4 separate regions of the Mus musculus genome follow, and regions 2, 3 and 4 are each linked to region 1. The links are chromatin contacts, called in public Micro-C maps. All regions are on one chromosome and are shown on one strand. Each heading gives the region's core, a stretch centred on a gene start, on an enhancer-like site or on the middle of the called end of the contact. The rest is flanking DNA. Distances are from core to core; before and after follow the strand shown. Region 1 holds the start of Nr2f1 (nuclear receptor subfamily 2, group F, member 1). Region 2 holds the start of Irx1 (Iroquois homeobox 1). Region 3 holds the start of Irx2 (Iroquois homeobox 2). Region 4 holds the start of C130071C03Rik (RIKEN cDNA C130071C03 gene).

The links. A called contact is a pair of places that touch in the nucleus more often than the background predicts.
Region 2: a contact with region 1 is called in a Micro-C map of embryonic stem cells, with 28 times the contacts expected there. The contact joins the promoter of Irx1 here to the promoter of Nr2f1 in region 1. A contact is called at or near these places in 1 of 39 promoter capture datasets (embryonic stem cells) and 3 of 484 Hi-C or Micro-C datasets (all in embryonic stem cells).
Region 3: a contact with region 1 is called in a Micro-C map of embryonic stem cells, with 18 times the contacts expected there. The contact joins the promoter of Irx2 here to the promoter of Nr2f1 in region 1. A contact is called at or near these places in 2 of 39 promoter capture datasets (both in embryonic stem cells) and 7 of 484 Hi-C or Micro-C datasets (embryonic stem cells and epiblasts).
Region 4: a Micro-C map of embryonic stem cells shows a contact between it and region 1, with 18 times the contacts expected there. The contact joins the promoter of C130071C03Rik here to the promoter of Nr2f1 in region 1. A contact is called at or near these places in 1 of 39 promoter capture datasets (embryonic stem cells) and 4 of 484 Hi-C or Micro-C datasets (brain, cerebellum and embryonic stem cells).

Annotation. Positions count from the first base shown.
Region 1 is chr13:78,197,280-78,200,865 of GRCm38.p6, forward strand. It overlaps Nr2f1 (nuclear receptor subfamily 2, group F, member 1), which reads right to left and starts at 1,594. Exons shown (of 3, transcript NM_010151.3): 1 at 841-1,594. The coding sequence starts at 1,294. A830082K12Rik (RIKEN cDNA A830082K12 gene) reads left to right here and starts at 738. Exons shown (of 3, transcript NR_045195.1): 1 at 738-943.
Region 2 is chr13:71,962,070-71,965,655 of GRCm38.p6, forward strand. Irx1 (Iroquois homeobox 1) reads right to left here and starts at 1,654. Exons shown (of 4, transcript NM_010573.2): 1 at 1,144-1,654. The coding sequence starts at 1,419.
Region 3 is chr13:72,627,279-72,630,864 of GRCm38.p6, forward strand. Irx2 (Iroquois homeobox 2) reads left to right here and starts at 1,542. Exons shown (of 5, transcript NM_010574.4): 1 at 1,542-2,035; 2 at 3,293-3,586. The coding sequence starts at 1,784. Gm20554 (predicted gene, 20554) reads right to left here and starts at 1,286. Exons shown (of 1, transcript NR_030701.1): 1 at 1-1,286.
Region 4 is chr13:83,719,594-83,723,179 of GRCm38.p6, forward strand. It overlaps C130071C03Rik (RIKEN cDNA C130071C03 gene), which reads left to right and starts at 1,788. Exons shown (of 4, transcript NR_152245.1): 1 at 1,788-2,062. Gm52046 (a long non-coding RNA gene) reads right to left here and starts at 2,062. Exons shown (of 2, transcript XR_003950632.1): 1 at 1-2,062.

The DNA.
Region 1 (3,586 bases), core at 344-2,843:
GCCGTTGTAAATTGTAATTTGTATGCAGTATTTAAGCAGAGGGTGGAGTTTGATGAAGAAATAAAACGAGTATCAAGCTTTAAAAATGACACTACTATGAAAGCAGGGTTCAGTCACAAACTTTCCTTTCAAAGTATAGGGGTGAAAACAAGGCCACAGCTCGGGAGGAGGCGGCCCCAGATCCCTGAAGAGGAGAGGGAGCCAGTGAACAGGCCAGAAGCCCCCCTTCCCCCCTAATTAGACCTACAAGTGCAATAAATCTCACTCCTCTTTTTCCAAGCTAAGCTTCCTAAAGGATGGTGGCAGCAATGAATCTATGGTTCAGGGTCCTCCAGCCCCAGTCCTCTCCCATTATAAATAAAAGGTACGATGAGGCAGAGGAGAAAGTAGAATGGGAAAAACAAAAAAAACCAAAAAACAAAAACACACACGGAGAGAAACGGTTTTCTGCAGAAAATCATCACCCCTCCCAAGTTCATGCTAGCACAGCCCCAAGCATCCTCACACACAAGCGGGAACGAGACACACACGGAGCACATCCAACAGAGGAAGGGAGGGATTTTTAAGCTACAGCTCACGATCCCAGGGACACAATCTTGAGCAGGCAGCGGGCGGGGTGGAGGAGCCGGGGAGAGGAGCGCAGGGCGGGAGGGGGAGGCAGCGGCAGCGAGCTGGGGGGGGGGGGACGCTGGGGGAGGAAAGCAGCGAAGACTGGGAAGCCCGGACCGGCTGGGACCACAGAAGCCCCATCCCCACAGCCACAGGCACCAAGGCGAGAGAGAAAGAAAGAGCAGGGAGGCGGGCGAAGCGCAGGGAGAGAAGCAGAGAAGAAATATTCACCTTCCCGCCTCATGCCCACTTTGAGGCACTTCTTGAGGCGGCAGTATTGGCACTGGTTGCGGTGGTGCTGGTCGATGGGACAGTTCCTGTTGGCACGGCATGTGTAAGTTAAGTTCCTGCGGACGCTCCTCTTGAAGAAACTTTTGCAGCCCTCGCAGGTGAATTGGCCGTAGTGCTTGCCGCTCGACTTGTCCCCGCACACCACGCACTCGATGTGCTGCTGGCTCTGGCCTGAACCGGGCGGGCCCTGGCCCTTGTCCCCTGCCGTGCCGGGGGTGGCGGGCGCTCCGGGCTGGCCCGGGGTCTGCGGCGTGTGCGGCGCGCCGGAGCCCGCCTGCTGCTGCTCGCCGCCGCCGCCGCCGCGGGCTGCCTGCGCTGCGGGGTTGGGGCCGCCGGGGTTGCCCCCGGCCACGTCGTCCTGCGGATCTCGCCAGCTGCTAACTACCATTGCCATATCTTTGGGCCCAGGGAGCGCTGGGGGGAGCCGAGCTGCTCGCCGAGGGCCGCGGGGCGCGCGGGCGCGCTGGGAGGGGAAGGGGAAGGGGAAGGGGGGAGGGGGAGGGGGCGGGGGGCCCACCGGGCGCCCCGGGGTCGCCGGAGCCGAGCCCGAGCCGGGCACCGGCCTCTGCCTGCGCCGCCGCCGCCGCCGCCGCCGTTACTGCCTCAGCCGCCCCGCTGCTGCTGCGCGCCCGCCCGCCCTGCTGGCGTTTTGTTGTGGTTCCTGCTGTTTTCTTTCTCTCTTTTTGCAGCCCCCCCAGGCTCTCAGGCTCCCCCCCCCCAACACCCCTGCTCCCCTCGCCCGCTCCCCCCGCACTCCGTTCCTGGGGGGGCCTCTCTCTCTCTCCCCCCTCCCCACCCCCCAGCGAGCGAGCTCCCTTCTCTCGCTTTTTTCTTCTTCCCCAACTTGCAAAATCAGAAATGGCACAGGCGGCAGCCGGGAGCGGCGCGGGGCGCAGCGCCGGGGGCGGCGGGCATGGGCCACGGCGCGCGCACACTCTCGCCCTCCGCCTCGCCCGCACCCCCGCGCACACACACACTCGCACACACACTCGCTCACCCGCGCCGGGCGCCCGCCCGCCCGCCCGCCCGCCCGCTGGCCGCTGGCCGCTGGGGCTACGCGCAGAGCGCGGGCTGAGCCGACATAGAGGAAGCGGCGAGGGCGGCGGCGGCCGCGGAGGAGGAGGTCGCGGCTGCAGACGCTGCTGGAGGAGCTGGCCGCCGCTGCGTGCTCCGCTGGAGGAGCCCGGGCCCGGGCGGGAGTCCGAGCCGGAGTCGGGGCCGCAGCCCGAGAGCGAGCCGAGGCCGGTGCTGCCCGTGCCGCCGCCGCTGTCCTGGCGGGAGCCCTCGCCCGGTTTCAAGAGTGCGGGGAGCTGGGAGAGTCGAGCAGGATCGGGACGAAGCTGCCGGCGAGGATCAGGGCGCTCGGGTGTCTGGGGGCCAGGTCCAGGGCCGGACGCAGCCAGCCATTCAGGAAGGCAGCGCTGGAGAGCGGGAGGCAGCCGGCGAGGAAGATCACACACTTTGCTCTTTTTGTTGTGCGGGTGGCGCCGGGTTCTCTCTGCCTTCTTCTTTCGGGAGGTGACGGAAGGGGGAGAAAAATACGAGATAATTCACGCCAGCGACGAATTCACAGCGAAATAGGAAAAAAATAAAAATCAGAAGAAAATGCTTGAGAAAATAAGGAAAAAGAGAAAGCGAGAGAGACATCCAAAGTAGGTCGAATAAATAATCCTCTTCTTTTCCTCTTTCTTGCTTCTTCTGCTTCTTCTGCTATAACACACAGAGCTAGTTAAAAAACCCTGGAGATCGCCCAAAAATGTTCTTTTTTTAGTATTTTAAATAAGTGCTCTTCAGCTGGGAACCAACACCCTCCCTCCAAAAAAAATCATATATATATATATATATATACATACATATATATATATAATAACGATAAGAAGAATACTGAGGGGTGCCTCCTCCTCCTTTTTTTTTCAAGTTTAGTCTTCTCTCTTCTAGAGGAAAGGAGTGAAAGAGAAAAGGAGGGAGAGAAAGAGGAAGGGCGACAACTAGTAGAATATGTAAGGAAAAGAAAGGGGGAGAGATAGGGCAAGAGGAGAGTGGGTGAGAGAAAGGAGAGGAGGGAGAGAGGGGCGAGAGGAGAGGAGAGGAGAGGAGAGGAGAGGAGAGGAGAGGAGAGGAGAGGAGAGGAGAGGAGAGGAGAGGAGAGGAGAGGAGAGGGACCAAAAAATTGAATGCGTTTAAACGGGAGGACACTCAGAGCAATGTTTCCGAAAGGGGGATCTGCGCGAATGTCTGTATATAGTGAACTTTGACACTACTATTGAAACTGACACGTTTCTATGGAGATCTCTGCCTTATATGGAGCTCGTGTCAAGGAGCCAAGAGAAGGGCTGCTGGCAACTGATAATCAAAGGCGACTGACTGGTCAGAGCCCTGAATGGGGGGTGGGGGGGGGGAGAGAAAATGGGAGGCTAAGGTTAGCCAAGCCTCCTTCACGCCATTGGTTGGAAAGTCCTTTTCCCCTCCCCCCAGCTACCTACAGTCTGGGATGTCGAGGGGAGGAGAAGAGAAAGTGAGGGGGGGGGTGCTTCTGACAAGCATAATTTACATTGAGATCGCCCTGCGCTGCTATTTACTCTGAGACCTGATTAGTATGGGTCGTGTATGGTCACACACACACACACACACACACACACACACACACACACACGAGGGGAAAGGGATGATGAGGGGAGAACGCGTT
Region 2 (3,586 bases), core at 404-2,903, 6.2 Mb before region 1:
TCTAAACTACAAGAAAAGTTCGGAAAATCGCGCTAGCCGCTTTGCTTCTGCACAGTTGGAGGCCAACCTTTTAAAGGAGTCTGGTCTGGTCTGTTTTGCCAGAGACTGGATAATTCAGGGTTCTTGGAAATTGCTCTATCCAGAAGATAGCAGGGCAGCAGGGGGCTGCCTTCCAAAAACCAGTGCCCGCCTCGCAATTTGCTAGCGGCCTCAAGTTTAAGCAGCCCGACCTTTCCGTTAAACCAAGGAAAAGTGATCATTCGGAAGGACAGACAGGCCAATACTCCTGTGGAGAATTAAATTTAAACACACACCCCCATCTGACACCCACTGGGACAGGAGATCGGAGAGCACCATTTATTTTAAGCTCTGGGACACTGTTCCTTTAACTCTCCCTTATGTAACACGGGAAGAAAAGTGCTTTTCTTTCGGCTCAAATGAAAAGTTTGGCAACTTACGAAAGTAAAGGCAAACACCGTTTCGGAAGCCAGAATTTATGTCAACTTAGTATTTCTTAGCCCCGATTCCTATGGTCCCTACACACTCCATTAAGAGACCTCTCTGCTCTGCTGATGTCTATTGTTTGTTGGGATGTTTTTGATCGACTCCGCTAGGTTTAACCGGTTCCTTTTGGCAAAGTCTAGGGCAACTATCTCTGCTCTGCCAAAGAGGGAGAAGGAAGGTCTTCTGGGCCCAAGGGAAAGCTCTTGCGGCGCTCAGGCGAGGCCGGCCGCCAGGTTAGGGCAGTGTTAGTAAAGCGGCCCTGGCTGAGGGGGCCCGGCGGGCCTGCCCTGTCGCACTGGAGGAGCCTGGCGGTTTTGCCCGGGACCTCCAGAGCCTGCCGCGGTCTCAGGCCTTCTCTGGAGGCTTCTCTCCACTAGCGCGCAACCCGCTTTTCGACTCCGGTCTCCAACCTCCCAAGACCACAGTGGTCACTGCCTGGGCCTCTGGGCACTCCCGAGTCCCCAGGGAAAGAGGTCTCCGCCACCGGATTCCCTCTGCAGGACCCTTCTCGTTCCTTTCCCAGACACTGCCTGCGGATCCTCTGTTTCTCTGTTGGGCCAGCCGCTCCCGATGTCCCCAGGCGCGGTGATCTCCCGTGGGTGCGGGCCAGGAGGACGCGCGGGAGGCGGGAGCACTCACCATCTGCGAGAAGAGGCTGAGGTCCGCGGCATAGGGCAAGAAGGCGCTGTAGTTGGGTGCGCCCGCGTACGGTCCCGCCGCGGCATACATGCCTAGCACCGAGGTGACCGCGGCCGCTCCCGCGCCCGCTCCCAGCTCCGCAGTCCCGGGACGGCCCGACGAGGCGGCGGCCGCAGCAGCCGCGGCCGCAGCCAGCACCCCAGGGCGCTCTCCACCATAGGCGCCCGGGCCCGCGGCGCTTAGGTATTGCGGGTAGCCCAGCTGCGGGAAGGACATGTCCGCGGGCTCGGTGGTGGCGGAGGGCAACACTAACTGCGCGGGCAAGAAGACCGGCTGGCGATCCGAGGAGGCGCGACTCGGGGGCTGCGGGCCGCGGGCCGGGCGCGCTCCGGCCGGCCCGGGGGCGGGGGCCGCTCGCTGTTCCTCGGCCCAGTGCTCGCTGGCGGCGCCCGGCTCCCGGCTGCGCCCGTATCCGAGATCGCGCGCCGACTGCGGCGGCCGCCCTCCGCTCGGCGGCGGGGCTCTCAGACACAATTTGAAGTTGATGCTTTGATTGGCATCCCCTTGAGCACAGGCCCCGCCCCTGGCTCCCCTCCCGCCCCCTCCCTGCCTCCAGCCCGCCCTCGCTGGCCGCTCCCGCCCCTCACGGCGAGCACGTGGTGCCCCGCGCCCGCCGGGCCACCTCCTCCTCCGGTGGGCGCGCACGGCCCGTCTGCTGGTGTGGGTCCGGAGGCCGCAGGCTCCTTCCCAACCAGCCCCCGCGGCTTTTGACAACCTGTCGACACCGGTTTACAGCTGTCTGACACCCGGTTTTGCAACGGAGATCTGTTCCCCCATCCCCTTTTAACAAAAGCAACTCGGGGATTGCGTTTCTACAGCTGGGGTGGCAGGGAAAGAGGCCTGGGGCCAGGGGACAGTCTATAGCGAACAGCCTTTCCTCTGTGGCTGGCTCTGCAGCACCTCCATGGGACATATTTGGCTGAAGTGTTCAGATAAATCTACGCGTGGCTTGACACCTCGGATACAGGGTGCGTCGTCTCTCTGGCCCCACTTGGTATCAACAGATACTCTGGAAATTGCTGCCCCCCCCCCCTTGCACTTGGAGAATCGGGTTGTGGCCGGCCGCGCTCTGTCAGCTTCTCCAAATATAAAAACTTTTAAAATGGGCAAGCCAGCTGAGAGGTCGCTGCCTAGCGGAGGAGAGCTCCTAGAGGGTGGGGGAAAGAATTGTAGGAGGGGAAGGACCTTCGCAAGGTAAAAGAACTGGCAAATCTTGCCCACAGTCATCTACCACCCTCTTCCAGTTTGGGAGAAGCCTGAAAGGCCTGGGCTCCTGCGTTTGTCCACTAGGTGTGCAGACGCGGAGAGTCAACACGAGTGGAGCTCAGGTACCTGAGGTGGCGCTGCGACTAGCCAGTCCAACAGGACAGGACAGCCGCCAGTCCCCTGTCTTTGAGTCTCCCACGACACCCCCCCCCCCCATCCCCGCCCAATTCCTATCTCAAACGCTGGGAAAATAAGAACCAGGCAATTTGAAAGCCAGGGGCCTGGCTGCTCTGTTCTCAGGGCAGACTTGAAATGCTCATTCCTCTCTCCTCTCTCAATCAGTGCGGCTGACCAGAGAAAGATGCTTCTGCTCATGGTGCCCTAGATTGGTATTGGAAGTGCAGAACCAAAATGTCCAGAGACTCCTAGTGCCTCGTTTCTTGCTGCTGTCTATAATGTGGCAGAGGCTTGAGTGTGTCACATCACACGGTGCTGGTGGAGCTTCACCTTCAGGGTCTAATTTCAGACTCAGAGAATTAAGGGGTACAGTGACAGGTTTGACAGAGAGCCCCAACATGCATACTGGAATGCTGCTGTCCAGGGCCATTGGGACCCTGGACACCAGCTAAGGCACACTTGCTTGCCTGGTGTCTCCTGCAACATCAGGAAGTCCTCACTTATAGGTCTTGAAATCAGATACTAAACCTTGCCTGTAATTAGGCACAATACAGCTCTTAAAAGTAGTTACTAATTACTAGTGGGAAAATCAGGTAATCTTCATTTTCTCTGCTCTGGGTTGGATCTTCTCACTTAATCAGGCTGTTTCCTCCATCTGACCCTGCCTACTTCATGACCCCAACACCCCTTGGAATGTCAGGACCTGCTTTCCTGCTTGGATTTAGTCTGGAGGGTACCCCAAGGGAACCCCCAGAGTTCTAGCTTCTGAAGCTCCTAATTGTGACCTCTTCTTGGTTCCCAGCTATTCAGTCATCTTGTAACCAGAATCTTGGGACCCTTATCTTACATCCTCCAAACAAACAAACCACTGCAGGGAAGTTCTGGAGAAGAGCGGTCTGACCATTGTTCTGGCTCAGTGAACCCAGGACTCACTTCAGATGACAGGTAAATTCAGGAAAGATAAGCCCTGAGCTGTTACCTCAGAGAAGGAGGGAGGAAG
Region 3 (3,586 bases), core at 292-2,791, 5.6 Mb before region 1:
TCTCCAGTCCATCACTACAATTGATCCCTGGTTCCCTGGGACCTGGACAAGACAAAAAGCAGCCTGGCTGACTACAGCATTCATTCGGTGTCACGGATCTGGCTGCTGCAGGAGCTGGAGCGCCACGATCCAGGCCTAAGCAGAAGCCAGGCGCTCACAGGCAGGAGAACTCTGCCGCCCTCTACTAGCTTCAGAGCCCACCGAGAATAAAATGGAAGCTCAGGCCCGCGCGCCAGGTTTCAGAGTCCTCGTGCTCTACCTAGCAAGCTTCAAGGAGACACCTGTTGGGCGGGCGCCCCCTCCCGGGCCAGCTCACACCTGACCCCTACGAATCCCAAGCGCCCCCCATTGACGCTCCTTTACATCCAGCGTACTAGTGCCCATCCTGGCCATCGACTCCCCTCACTTGGGGAAAGGGAGCAGGTATGGTCGAGAAAGTTTAGGGGCTGGGACCTAAGGGCTCAAGGGACCCGCGAGTCAACTCCTGGACCTCAGGTTACCTGAACCACCTCACGACTGCGACACTTCACAAGCTGGCCCATGTCCTTTCGGGAAGTGGCAGTGGATACTCTAGCAAAGTCAAGTCAGCTCTCCTGACAGGAACCTCTCCCCCAATTTCGAACAGGCATTCAACTTAACAAAAGAAAACAAAAACTCTTTTTGGACCAGAGTGGCGTTTGTTGAAGCGAGTCACTCACTGGCGTGTTCCAGACGTTAACGGACATGATGTTCCTAACACGGCCTGAAATCTTCTCTGTGGACTTGGACAGAAGCCTCACCACGGGGCCTCCCACAGCTTCAAACCGAAACGCTCAGATTCCGGGTAGATGCTTGGCAGCCCAGGCACCAGGAGCAGGAGACCGGACGGGAAGCCACACGGGCAGCCTCAGCCTGGAGTACAGGCGGACAGAGGACTGTAGAAGTGGGATGCCCAGGCAACTCTGCAGGTGTCTCCACACTGCCCTCCATCTCCCTGCGGTGTCTGCCCTGGACACCGCATGCGACCTGGGCTGCTATCTTCAGGGTGATGAGGGGTGCCCGATCCGTATGTTCTCCAGGTGGATCGGACCTGGCCCGACTGCAGGAGGCCTTTGCTGACCAGTGCTAGGCGAGCAAGAGCGCCGGCAGTGCCCGGATGGGGCCCCGGGAAGGAGAAAGGTGGCTGGGCCAAGGCGGGAGTCGGCGGCGGGGTGCGCGGACGTGGCTGAGAGGATGTGCCAGTGGGAGGGGGTGAGCGCTACGCCCAGTTTGGCCAGGCTGGGCTTCACCGCTGCAGGCTGCGGGCCGGGGCGGGAGTGGAGAGAGGCCGCTGCGCGACAAAAGCCTGCACGTCCCTCCCTCCAGCCTCTGGCTGCCACTCCTCCGCCTTCCCCTCCACTTCCCACCCCTCCGCTCTCTGCCCCTCCCCCGGCCTCAGCGGGGCCTCGGCGGCGGGCGGAGCAGGGGAGGGGCGGGCACCAGAATATGCAGATGAGAGTGTGACGGACAGCTCGGCGTTCCAATGTCCCTCGGAAACTCGAGCGCTCCTTCCTCAACTCCTCACTCCTGACTGCAGACTCCCCCAAATCCCGACCGCCGGCCTGGCGCGCGGCTGCGCCCACCGGCTCCGCGCTGCCGCTACCGCCGCCCCGCCGATCCTCCAGCCCCGCGCCCAGCCTAGCGCCCACCAGCCCAGCCTGCTCCGGCCCGCGGCCTCGGTGCGCCCCGGCCGGGCGTGGATGGAGGGCGCCGCGCGCGCTGCCCGCTGCTCCGTGTGACGCGGGCCCCGCGCCCCGCGCCCACCATGTCCTACCCGCAGGGCTACCTGTACCAAGCGCCCGGCTCGCTGGCGCTCTACTCGTGCCCCGCGTACGGCGCGTCCGCGCTGGCGGCGCCGCGCAGCGAGGAGCTGGCGCGTTCGGCGTCGGGCTCCGCGTTCAGCCCGTACCCCGGCTCGGCGGCCTTCACAGCGCAGGCGGCAACCGGCTTCGGCAGCCCGCTGCAGTACTCGGCGGACGCCGCCGCCGCCGCGGCTGCCGGCTTCCCGTCCTACGTGGTAACTGCTTTGGGGTGGGGGCTGGGGAGACCCGGACCAGGGAGTGAGTTGAGCTGAGCGCTGGGGACGCGTTGCGGGTGGCAGCTCCAAAGTCACCAGCACCCGTTGCCGCACTAAACAAGGGACGGGACTGACCTGCAGAGCTCGTAGGCTGATTTCCCTTGAGCTCGTGCGAAGTGCTACTCCACCCGTGCCTGGGCCAAGAGTAATCTCTAATCCGCGCGTGCCGATTGCTGGGGCTGCGAAATCTGTCCACTGCTCTCCGCGTGGTTCCAAGCTGAGGGCCCCGGCTGCCCAGGCCTCTAGGGCCAATGCCGCAAGCTTTGGGTTTCTTGGCCAGACTGGTGGCGGCGGGGTCACGGGGTGGGGGGGTGGGGATGCGGGTGGGGGGGGGGTGGGGTGGGGATAGGCTGAGCCTGTGGCTCTCGCCCTAGACCCAGGCCGAAGCTCTTTAGTGTTGGCCGTTTTCTGTCTCGCTGACCCGGCTTTCAGGGAAAAAAAAATAATGTGTTAACGGGTTTGGGACCCGCTAAGTGCTGCCAGAGTTCGTAGTAGGCCTATGGGTTCCAGCTCCGTAGATCCGGGATCTGTCTGAGCATCTCTGAGTTCTGAAAACAGGCCCCGCCAGAGCGGGTCTTGGCAGTTTTGGGGTGTGTGAAGACATTGTGTATGGGCGGAGGGGGTTTGCTCTAGGTGGAATTCCCTGGGTAGGAACCAGGCCTTGGGAAAAGGTTACAAACCTCTCCTAGTTAAACGTTAAAGGATGAATTAAAATGCTAATTACTACGTAGTTGAAGAATTGGAAACGCTGACTGGCTTCTGAGTTGCAAATTGGATTTACTCTGCTTTAGAGGGTGAATAGCGGAGTGGGGTTCCGAAGTATTTTTTAAGCTACATAAGGGAGGGAAGGGAAGGAGGGAGCAGAGCGGGAAGCCTATGATGAAATTTAGATATAAAGAAACTACTTGCTGTAGTGCGGGACTATCCAGATATGTTTGCAGACACTGTTCGCGCTACTCGGGAAACTATGTCGTTTTAGAAAAAGTAAAGTGTTAAAACAAAATCCTAGAATCAAATGGCAATAGTTTTGTTTTCCAACAGCTAGCCTTGTATTTTTCTGGTTCTCTGGCTAAAGAAAGATTTCCAACCCAGAGAAGCCTAGCAGGAAAGGCAGCAAGGGGCTGACGGAGGGTCGCCTTGGGGGTGACGCCTGAGGGGCCCATGCACCTTCCACTCACAGGCTGTTGTGGGTTCCAGGGCTCGCCATACGACACGCACACCACCGGAATGACTGGCGCCATCAGCTACCATCCATATGGCAGTGCGGCCTATCCATACCAGCTCAACGACCCCGCGTACCGTAAGAACGCTACGCGGGACGCCACTGCCACACTGAAAGCCTGGCTCAACGAACACCGAAAGAACCCGTACCCCACCAAGGGAGAGAAGATCATGCTGGCCATTATCACCAAGATGACCCTCACGCAGGTCTCCACCTGGTTCGCCAACGCGCGCCGACGTCTCAAGAAGGAGAACAAAATGACCTGGGCC
Region 4 (3,586 bases), core at 538-3,037, 5.5 Mb after region 1:
TGGAGGTAAATGAGTCCTTATACCAGGTGCTAAACAAAATAATGCCTGGGAAATTCTTCCTGCCCTATGATACGTGCATAAAGTCCAGCAATCGTAGCCTCTCAACTAAGTATACACACCCATAGTGCTGCGATCCATTTGGTAGTCTCACTGTAATGGCAGAAAGGAGATGGTTACCGCGACACCATTGCTATTATTGAAATTAAACAGCTTTGGAAGATATAATTGCTAATAAAAGGCTTCTTCTCCACGCCCCTCAAGGGTTTCCTCCCCCCTCTGACATTTTATGACGCGCCATTCAGATGAATGTAAGTAGAATTATGTGGAACCTAGCGGCCTACTGTACAAGGTCGCATCTAGAGATCAGCAAGGAAATGAAGATGGGGGGGGGCTCACTGTGTTTAGGTATGATTGTCTGAGAAAAAACGCACTCGAGTGTTTAGATATCGATGTTTTAAAACTTTTTCTCTTTATGAATTTTTCAAACCGACCGCGTGCACCCTCCGTGACTCCCCCGTGTCTGTGCATTAAAGGCGTCCATGAAATCATTGTATGGGGCTGGTTTAATGCGGTTAACAGAGAACTAAAGGGTTGTCTGTGTCGGAAAGCACGGTCCCATTTCTAATCCCATCACGTACTGAAGCGGTTTTGTGTGAATCTGTGGCTTCCACCTTTATCCACCCTGGATGTTCCTACTCAGGAAAACCTTTCCAACCGCTCCCAACTTCGGACGGTTGGCAAAATATCTTGTTTTCTGCCCTACTGATTGCTTTTCATTTTCAGCTTATTTTCATCTTACTTAACAATAATAAATGATCCTTGCAGTGTAAAACCTCAGTTTAAATGATCCGTCGTGCTCCAGCCTCGTTTTTTTTTTTTAAACTTCGAAATGTAATGTCAAATACGTTTAACTTGCTCCTGTCTTCAAGATGCAGGAGACCAAAACTACTTTTGTGCCAGATTTTACCTTCTTTCTTGCTCAGAACGTGCACTGCGCGCTTATATACACACATGCGTTCACGCGTGAGCACAAACACAAACGTACACACCAATACACACACATATAGAGAGGGGGAGGGGGGAGAGAGAGAGAGAGAGAGAGAGAGAGAGAGAGAGAGAAAGGAAGGAAGGAAGGAAGGAAGGAAGGAAGGAAGGAAGAAAGAAAGAAAGAAAGAAAGAAAGAAAGAAAGAAAGAAAGAAAGAAAGAAAGAAAGAAAGAAAGAAAGAAAGAAGAGGAAAGGGCATAGAAGAGGCAGAGATGCCCAGAGGCAAGCGGAGAGTCGGGGCTCCGCTTAACCCGGGCATTGGGAAAGCGGGGCTGGAGGTGGAACAGGACTCAACCGACCGCAGCCGCTCAGGCCACGGCGTTAAGCCGCCAGTGAGGGTGAGGATGCCCTGCGGGCTTCCGCACTTTTCTGAAACCAAACAGGATGGCTAGGCTCCCCGGCTGAAGTAAAAGTTCCGGAGGGTTTGAAGGCCGTGGAGAGTCACCTCGCCCGAGCAAGGAGGCTGCCTGGGGAAGCGGCCTCGTGGGCTGGCTGAACTGGGTGGAAGCCCTCGCAGGGGGTCCTGCGGTGCTAGCTTTTGTACCGCCCCGCCTAGGCCAGTCCGGAGCTGACGCACCAGCTCCCCAGAGACGCTGGGGGCGTCGCACTGCAGCTGGGTGGGGAGCAATTTATTCCTGGCGGTCACATCCCACCCCATCTTCTGTTACTCCACCCTACCCCTCCCATCCCTCCACCTCTTCCTCCTCCTCTTCTACCAACGCCCGCACTATCTTCTGGTTCTTCTCCTCTTCAACCTCCATTCTCCCCCTCTCCCTTCTTTTCCTCTCTCTTTCACCCTCCCCCACTCTTTCGTGTCTCTTTCCTCCTCTGAATAACCAAGCTGTTTTGCTTCCGAAAGTAGAGAGAGAGGGAGAGAGAGAGAGAGAGAGAGAGAGAGAGAGAGAGAGAGAGGAGAGAGAGGCCTTGCTGTGAATGGAAGACAGGAGGGACTCTGGTACATCTGGGAGTGGAAACTTGATGCTTCTGGGCTGTGATTTGCCAAGGTCTCGCCAAAGGTGAGTACTCTGGGGGCCCGAAGAGCTCTCACTTGGAAGGGTCCAGACCCCGCCCAAATCTGAGAGTCTGGTGGTAATCAAACAGCGGTTAAAACTGGGATGGAGTGAAGGTCGGGGAAGGGCTACAGCGTAAGGGTTCCAGAATAAATGGGTGCCAGTGCGCCTTGTAGCTAGCTTGTGGCTCAGGCTCCCGCCTAGGGCTGCTTCCCAACCTGCTAAGGTCATCCGAGACGGCTGTGACTTCTAGAGCCCTCTCCCTATGCGGACCTGCACCTCCGCTCCTTACATACCCTCGTTCAAGTGACGCTTTGGTATCAGGAAGTGAGAAAGTATTCTTCTCTCAGACCTTTAAAAGGGAAAGTTTGGCAAGGTGGGCGCTCTTTGGTTCTACTATCCCCTCGATTCTAACCTAGGATCCCTAGATTGTACAGGATATTGTTATTTTCCTTTTATAAAGAATGACTTTAACGAAAATTCGTATGTAGTCAAAAAGATTATTGGATCACCATGACTGATCAGCTGCTGCTGACCTACCAATAAGCGTTATTTAAATATACACGCACATTCGTGCGTGCCCCCTACACGCAAACACACTCGGGGGGGGGGGGGACGTCTATATGTAATGAGTAAGACAGCTCGAAGTTACCAAGAATTAAGAGGGAATCAAAAAGGCTTTTAAGTGTTATGTATGCATCTTCCATTTGTGTGCAGATTGGGGTGGGGGGGTGCCTGTCTGTTGCGTGTGTTGTCAGCTGGTTCTAGTTTCTAAGCACTGAGTGTTGCCAAAGGCTGGAGCCAGCACCCACCATTCACCTTGGCACCCTAGCGGCAGAACAGGACTCATTTGTTTGGTGCCAAGAGGTGAGGACCTGGAAGAGACTGGGGTGTAGTTAGGTCGGGGGGGGCCCCCTGCCATCCATTACACCTGCGGCAGATGGCTCAAGTGGTAGAATGGTTTTGTTTGCCAGAATCAAGAAGGGAGGAGGAGAAAATTCAGCCTCGCCCTACTGAAAAGAAGTACAGTAAAGAGCCAGAGAGATGAAAGAAGCCATCAAAACCAAGGATGCTGAGTCCTGGGCAGTTAATGACCTTGATACCTGGTTCCAATAGATAACAAGGCAGAATTTTATGAATGTATTTTTTGATCAAATGTTTTACACACACACAACACAACACACACACACACACCTCCGCGTAGATGCACACAGGTGTTCTGGGAGAACCTCTCCATGGGAGCTGACTTAGGAAGCTCTTCCTCAGAGCTTCATTCCCTCAGACTGCCAACTCATACACATAAAGGCTCCCTCCCTAGACAACCAACTATGGATTTAAGCAGACTTCAAATGTACCAGTCTCCTTCTCACAGAGTAATGTTTTCTGATCAATACTGCCACCCTTGCATCCGTTTCTTCATGTTACTCAACAAGCAGGGAATGGAATAACTGTGCCTTCTCTGGAGACAGTAGACCATGGGCATGTGACAAAGAGCCCAGTCCCAATCTAGTAGTTCAGTCTGTTTTCATT